2 separate regions of the Mus musculus genome follow, and region 2 is linked to region 1. Evidence: chromatin contacts called from public Hi-C data. All regions are on one chromosome and are shown on one strand. The core of a region is the stretch at or near the end of the contact, and the rest is flanking DNA. Distances in the headings are between cores, read along the strand shown. Region 1 overlaps Prkch (protein kinase C, eta). Region 2 has its middle 47 kb from the start of Gm8075.

Region 1 (3,668 bases), core at 467-2,966:
GTCAAAATTGCTGACATCTTCTCGGGATTTCTGTTAAAGAAAAATGGAAACTGTGGTCAGCTTGCATGTGCTTGGGGCTTTGCTCTCTTGCATGGGACTCAGCCCATTCTCAAGAGTTTGGAGATCTGGCCTGCATCCTTGGTCAGGGGCAGTATTTCTGACTCTGATATCCATGATTAAGCGATGCTTCATGGCCACTCCACCACGTGTATTACTATGGCCTTTGCCAACTGCCAAGTTACTCATCCCATGCCCTGCCCTCTAGTCACTGTGCCCTGGAAGTGGAACAGCCTTGAACTGTAAGGCTAAAGAGTTAACATGGCCACCCAGACTTGCTTATTACCCTCTTGCCCATTAGCCTCCATTTCACTGAGGTGTGGTTTCCCAGCAGGCCTTGCTGAGGGGCACGCCCACTCAACATCTGGCCAGAGGTTGAATAAACTCATTCTCAGCCCACTTAGTGTTTGCACACATTTTGCACATGTGAGAAGAGGTTCTCGGGTTGTTTTACCACGGTGCTGCCAGGCTTAGAGCAAAAGTGTATAACCTGTTACTGGTCAGAAACAATACACCCCACTGGGCTAGAGCTGGTGGGATCCCTCTGGCTGCTGGACATCCAAAGTTTAATAGGCTGGCACAGACTAAGCTCACTCTGTTTGAAAGAACTGGGCAAATGAAATCTTTATAAGCATACTAAGGAGGTCTGTTTCTTTCTTTTCAACCATTGTGAGAGATCCCACTCCTCTTATCTGATTCAAGGACGCTTCTCCTCCGCCTTGTCTCAGACCTTGTCTCCTCCCAATAGTCTTGATCTATTTTTAGCCTGCCTTCTCTGGAACCCTTGATGCTTATAAGTACAGCTTGGCTCGATTACTGTGAGGTGGGCCACTCTCAAGCTTGGTGGCTTAGATTGCTACCGTTGTTATCCTCTGCATTTCTCCAAAGGGGCTCTGCCTGTCTGGCCTGAGTCCTCTATCACTGTAGCAGTGACAAGCTGTGCAGGTCAAGAAGCCAGGCTCAGTGAAGGAGCATCTAGCATCTTCTCTACTATCTTAAGGCCTGGGAGAGGCACAAATGGTGCCCCAAGAACAGGAGAAAACTGGCTAGGAAGAATGACATCAATTAGTTAAATTCTTCTAGGGATATTTAAAGCAGCTTACGTGTATTAGCTACTGGGAAATTTTAATTTAGTTTCAGGGAGGGTAGAGCTAGCACAAGTGAGAGGTGAAAACTTTGTGATAAATAGTCAACACATGGAGAGACATTGTCTCAGGGACAACCAGCCCATCTCTCTGTGCAGCAAGGGACAGCCAACCTTGACTCTGTCATTCCATAGGCGACACCAGCTTTTCCTTGGACTTTGGTCATCTGAAGAAAAAGGGAGAGAATCTTTTACAGCGGCACTCACGATTCTAGGTCGGAAAGGCGGCTCTAACTGGCGATGGTTCAACTGGGCCCAGTCGATTTCCTTAAAGAAAGGGTGTCTCAGGATCTCATGCTCTCCTCCCTGAGTCAGGCTGCCCAAGCGCATGGTGGGGTTCTTGGTCATGAACTATGACGGTGCAAGAAAGAGAGAGAGAGAAAGACCGTCATTCATTCATTCATTCATTCATTCATTCATTCATATGCAGCCGTCTCACAGGACAGCAGGCAGCAGCCCTGGCAAAGGACCTCCTGGGAGGTTTTTTGGCTGCGCTTGCTTCCCTAGCTGGATTTTCCATCCTGGGCAGTATGAATCATGCCTTAATGTCGAGACTGCCTGAGTGGATTTTTGGCCTTCCCCACTGCCATTTCAGGCATGGCCACTAAAAGAAGGCTGAAGGGTCCAATTTTCTTTTCTGTAAATACTCAGTATTTTTCTTTCCTCTCTAGAGAAAGGCAACTCCTTGTGAACCAGTGCGCCTTTCCCTGGCATGGCAGCTGTGGACAGCAGGTAGAGTCTGACTAGGGCTGCTTTTAGGAACAGCTGGGACATTGTTCTGTCGGCTGCACAGCTGGCCAGGGTTCCCCATTGCTCCTGAAACCACAGAGAAGAGTGAAAGCCATTGTTGTTGACATCTCTATAAAATGTCAGCAGGGGTGAAACACTCTAGAAACTTCTGTGCCCAGCTTTAGGAGAAATGAAAGTTGGTTGCTTGTCCTTCTGTGGCTAAGCTATGAGAGTTTGAGATGAACCTTTGCTGCTATCAAGATGCCCCTCTTGCAGCTTGGAATCTGTTTCTGGAGTGAGAACGTGTGACTTACAGAGGCCAGAGCTAAAACAAAATCCCAATACTCAAGTGCTGCTCATAAATATTCCAAATATTCCATCTTCATGTAGATTGGAAGACACTGCTTGTGCTCAGCTCCTAGGCATTTTGGGCTAACTTCCCATTTTATAAGCGGACTCCATGTTTTGATCATTTCCCAATGAAGGGCTCAGGATAATTCACTTTTTAGGGCCAGTATAATAATTTTAATTTCAAATGATTTTTCCATTAAAAAATAAAAGCTAAATGTGAATAAAGAGATGTGTTTGGGTTGGGCATGGTGGTATCACCTGTCTGTGATCCCTTTTGGAGGCTGAGGCAGGAGAATGGTGAATGCTAAGTCAGCCTGGGCTGTAATGTAAGGCCTTGTCTCAGAAAACAAAGCAATAAAACCAGGTAACAGCATCGTGGCTATGGTTTAGTGGGAGAGTGCTTACCTAGCACAGAGAGGAGCCCAATTCTATCCCAGAATCATGGGAAACCAACAAGGCAAAAGGTTACTGTGGTTATAAGTAAATCAAGTTACTTTAAGTTTCTTTGTGCTTCTTCCAAACTGAAACTCAGGGCCATGTGTGACAGAGATGAGTACCCTACCTCTGAGCCACACCTCCGGACTCAAAATCAAGTTATCCGTAAAGAGACTAATGACAACTTTTGACAGTCACCAAATATCCTTTCCATGTTTGACTTGTGAACATAAAACCAAAGTAATTCTGTGTTTATGGAAACTGTTTGGAGCTGAATTTACTGTGAACTTTTAATGATATTTTTTTTTTCCAAAGTCAATCTCGTTGCTGATGAAGACACAGAAGACAGTGACACCTGGGTCACGCCAGGAAGCCAGAGCTATGAAGGCCTCAGGGTTGGGTCATCCGAGAAGGGTCATGCTAAAGGAAAAGACAGCGACATGCCTCAGCAAACAGCAATCCCACAGTATCTACTTTACAAAACGTTTAAAAAATGTCAAAGGGGAACCAGTAAGAATGAAGACTCTGAAGAGATTTAATGGCTTCTCCTTTCTACAAGTGACAAACAAGTAGAGTCTCTAGCATGCTGGATTTGAGAGTAGGACTCAGAATAAAATAAGCATTCAAACAGACACAGGTCCAATCACAGCTGTTCATACTCCAGTTATTAATTGTAAGGTACAATCCCTGATGGATGGGGATCTGCAATTTTAAGAACATTAACAACTAATAATGAAATTGGAAAAACAAAAACAAAAACAAAAGAAAAGAAAACTTGAGGAAAAAAAAAAAGGACCATAGAAAGAGACCCAGATGGCTTGTGGGAAACTCCGAGATCTGCCAGGGATGGGAGCAGAGGATTTCTTGTGAATGTGTGATTGTAACTTGTTCCTGTAGGAAAGAGGGACAGCACCGGACTCCAGATGCCTGTGTGGCAGAAACATTGTTGTCT
Region 2 (3,668 bases), core at 759-3,258, 67 kb before region 1:
TCTACCCACTGAGCTCTCTTGCTGGCTCCAAATCATTTTTGTTTTTCTAGCATTGTCAATATTGAAACTATGTCTCATGTTGGCTTATATTTTGTCAAATGTTATCTTCTGACTTGTGAAGTATGGTGGTATTTTAGAGTACTCTAGAGAAACAGAACCAGTAGGATGTATTTCAACAAATTGGCTCCTGCAGTCATGAAGACTGGCAAGCTCAAAATCAGCAGTTCTAGCTTGAAGGCACCTGTTACCAGAGTCTCCTTGTATTTGGGGGAGGTCAATGGATTTTTTGTTTGTTTGTTTTGTTGCTTTTGGTTTTATTCCACTTCAAGTCTTGTCTATGTCTGAACTGTCCTGAACATGCCAGTCTCATCTGTTCAAGTCTTTGTGTGAGTGGAGGAGACCCACCCACATCAAAGCCACAAATTGAAATGTTAATTCTTTCACAAATATCCTTCACAGAAACATCCAGAATGATATTTGACCCATGTCTGGACACTATGACTCAGCCAAGTTGATACATAGAATTAACCACTCAGAGTGTTGGGTGATTAGACGTAAAGTATTACGGTATTATTAACGTTTGCATGAATGTTAAAAAAAAAAGTCAGTATTGGGATGGTGAGATGGTTCAGGGGTCACCCAGCCTGAGCTCAACCCCTGAAACTCACATGGTAGAAGGAGAGAACAGAAACATTCAAATTGTCCTCGAAACTTCATAAGGTGTCATGGCATTTAGATGCCCATACACATACCCCAAATAAATATGCAAACATTAAAAATGTTAATTAAGAAGTCAGTTGCTATCAGTGAAGTGAGACATTTACTAAAACCTAAAGTTTCTAATTTCATGTGTGTATGAATTCATGGAGTAGGTATAATTCCCTTACATGCACATAGAACAATTCCATGTAGCTTTATCCTTTACTAGCCTACTTCTGAGGCCAGGTTCCATTCCTTTATGGCTGTGTGGATCTGAATAAGTTCCTTAAGGTCTGTTTTAAACTTTTTTCATTATTTTATTTTATGGGTGTTTTGCTGCAGGTATGTCTGTGCACCGTGTATGTGCCTGGTGCCTTTGGAGACCAGAAGACGACACTGGAACCTCTGGAACTGGAGTTACAGCTTGTAAACTGCCCTGTGGGTCCCGGGAATTGAACCTGTGTCTCCTGGAAGGACAGCTCGTGCTCTTAATCACTGAGCTGTCTCTGTAGCCTACCCTCTGCCTCCAAACTGTTTGTCTTTGGTTTTCTCAGCTACACTATGCTTTCTTTACTATGATAATTAAATAGGAAGTTGTATATAAAATCCTTATGATAGTACCTGCTGTCTAGTAGATGTTCAATATAGTCATTATTAAATTCATATCTTCAAAGAAGATTGAGTGGAAACTTTTATGTCAGTATATAATTATGAAGAGACAACTATAGTCTTCTCAAAACAAAAAATTTTGCAAGAGAATCTCACTATGGTAGCTCATCTGTCAGGGTACTCACAGAGATCCAATTGTCTCTGCTTCCAAGTGCAAATGCTTGAATTAAAGACATGTTTCAACATACCCAGATTCTTTACACACACACACACACACACACACACACACACACACACACACAGAGAGAAAGAGAGAGAGAGAGAGAGAGAGAGAGAAACATGTACACACATCTATCTCTCACACACCACGCAAATAAAATAAAAGTTAAAGTTGAGAAATGACGGTGATACAACTCATCCCTTCCAGACTTTCTTCTGACATACATCTGCAGGCGAGGTTCCTGGAAGTGACACAGGGTAAGGGGTGTGGCTTGGGGTGTGTGTGGGGAGATAAGAACAGCTCCCGATGTATCAGCCTCACAAATCTCCTGTGTGGGGACAGTTTCTGATTCAGAATCACTGCACAGATGTATTGGCAAAGAACCCGTCTCTCTCTCTCTCTCTCTCTCTCTCTCTCTCCTTTAACCAGAGTGATGACTCATGCTTAACCTTAATAAGAAAAGAGAGAGAGAGAGAGACAGGAAGTAGAAGCCCCAGGGCTGGAAGAGAGGCTCTAAACGCACTGCCTTTCACCTACTAGCAACTGCATCTGTACCGTAGAAATCAAAACCTCCCCTCAAACTGAGCCTACTGAATCAGAGGTGTATGAATCAGGGGCGGATGAACCAGGGGGTTGTTCTGTTGACATAAGAAAGGGCTTGGGAGATAAGTGATAGTTTGTTCCTTTCACAGACAGAGGTAGCCAGAGCCAGCCATGTGCACCCCACCCCCAGTTCACACTCTCAACCTTTGCTCAATGGTTTCATTCTCGGTAACGTTTCTTTCTGATAGGCAGCAACAAGTTGAAAACCATCAGTCCTTTGTGGTCAGAAGCTTCGTCTTTGTTAAGTTGATCTCACCTGATACCACTTGAGAGATGGTGGATCTAAAACGGTCTTCTGCGTGTGTTTGGGTATGCACACTTTTGTGGAGTACAGGTAGAGGGCAGAGGTCGACTTTGGGCAACCTCGTCTATTATTCTCCATGTTAGGCTTTGAGGCAGCATCTCTCACTGAACCTGGAGTTCTCTGTTTCAATTAGGTGGCCTGCCCAGTGAGTCCCTCTATGTCACCCTGAGCCCCATCTCAACCTTTTCAATGCTGGAGTTCCAGATATATATCACCACATTTAGCTTTTATGTGTGTACTGGGGGTATAAACTCAGGTCTTCATGCTCATACAGTGGGCTTTTTTACCTGTAGAGCCACCTCCTGAGGTCCTAGATCAGTCTTAAAACAGTTTAGGGATGTTTTCCACACTCTCTGGTGCTTTGCAGCAGCCTAGAAGACACCCCCACCCCTGCCATGTGCAATGCATGGCCCCTTTAGTTCTTTGGTTTGCTCTGTTGATTGCCAAAGTCCTGGGTACCACAAGGCATAGGCTTAGACTTTTCAAAATCTACTTTAATTAGAGTTTTTAAATGTTCCAAACTCCCTTCTAGCCCACCAACCGGAGAGTAGAGAGAAAGTCGTGGAGAAAGAAGGTTAATAGGAAAAGGGGTTGTGGACCTGTTTAGAAGTAGTTTTTTGGAGCAACTCCAACCTTTATTGTCAGGATACCAGCAGCCCAGTCCAATAGCAAACACCAAACATGAATCAGTAGCAGCAGCAGCTCGATCCAGCAGAAATCGCAAGGCTCCTCTGAATCTGCAGGGTCAGCAGAAATGGCAAGCATTGGCTGGAATACCGCGAGAAGCTCTTTGGTGAGTTTCTCTCTACGAAGTGGAGACCAGTGAAGACCAGCAAAGTGCTGCCCGACATGGCGATGCAAGAGCATCCTCTCAGAGTCTGTGGGGTTCTATTTATACTCTTTCTAAATGCCATGCACCCTCTCAAGCGCCTGTTCCAGCAAAACATCATACAAACTCTCACGTGTCTGCTTCCATAAAACATCCTCTCACAAGACCGCTTCCAGCAAAACATCATGTGAACACAACCGAGTTTCCACAGAAACCAGAAATTTCCACTTCAACAAGGTTCTGGTGGGCTTTGAGTCTTCGGAGTGCCTGGGAGTCTTTGCCAAGTGTTGCATCTGTAGGCAGGATTTTTCAGCAATATTTCAATTTCATTCCCCCCTCCGCCCTGTTCTTGAGTATAGAAACACAAAACCATGATCATAGGAACTCATGTAAGAGAATGTCAG

What was found. Hi-C and Micro-C count contacts between places; a contact is called where the count stands out from the background.
Region 2: a Hi-C map of the C2C12 cell line shows a contact between it and region 1, with 1.8 times the contacts expected there. The contact joins two enhancer-like sites. A contact is called at or near these places in 1 of 15 datasets of contacts at CTCF or cohesin (CD8 T cells), 13 of 484 Hi-C or Micro-C datasets (3T3-L1-derived adipocytes, the C2C12 cell line, Th1 cells and 6 more) and 10 of 115 datasets of contacts at active chromatin or transcription factors (the 3134 cell line, CD8 T cells, Th2 cells and 6 more).

Annotation. Positions count from the first base shown.
Region 1 is chr12:73,773,274-73,776,941 of GRCm38.p6, reverse strand. It overlaps Prkch (protein kinase C, eta), which reads right to left. Exons shown (of 14, transcript NM_008856.4): 13 at 1,409-1,552; 14 at 1-30. It overlaps Gm34189 (a long non-coding RNA gene), which reads left to right. Exons shown (of 3, transcript XR_003950198.1): 3 at 3,032-3,668. Among named protein-coding and RNA genes, the nearest start is that of Gm34189, 7.1 kb to the left of the region's middle. Within about 2 kb of position 1,716, at least 50 of the 459 cell types and tissues checked have an H3K27ac peak or open chromatin away from gene starts, as enhancers often do. A contact at or near this core is called in the C2C12 cell line and muscle stem cells, where this site is marked.
Region 2 is chr12:73,840,746-73,844,413 of GRCm38.p6, reverse strand. No RefSeq gene overlaps it. Among named protein-coding and RNA genes, the nearest start is that of Gm8075, 47 kb to the right of the region's middle. Within about 2 kb of position 2,008, at least 95 of the 459 cell types and tissues checked have an H3K27ac peak or open chromatin away from gene starts, as enhancers often do. A contact at or near this core is called in the C2C12 cell line and muscle stem cells, where this site is marked.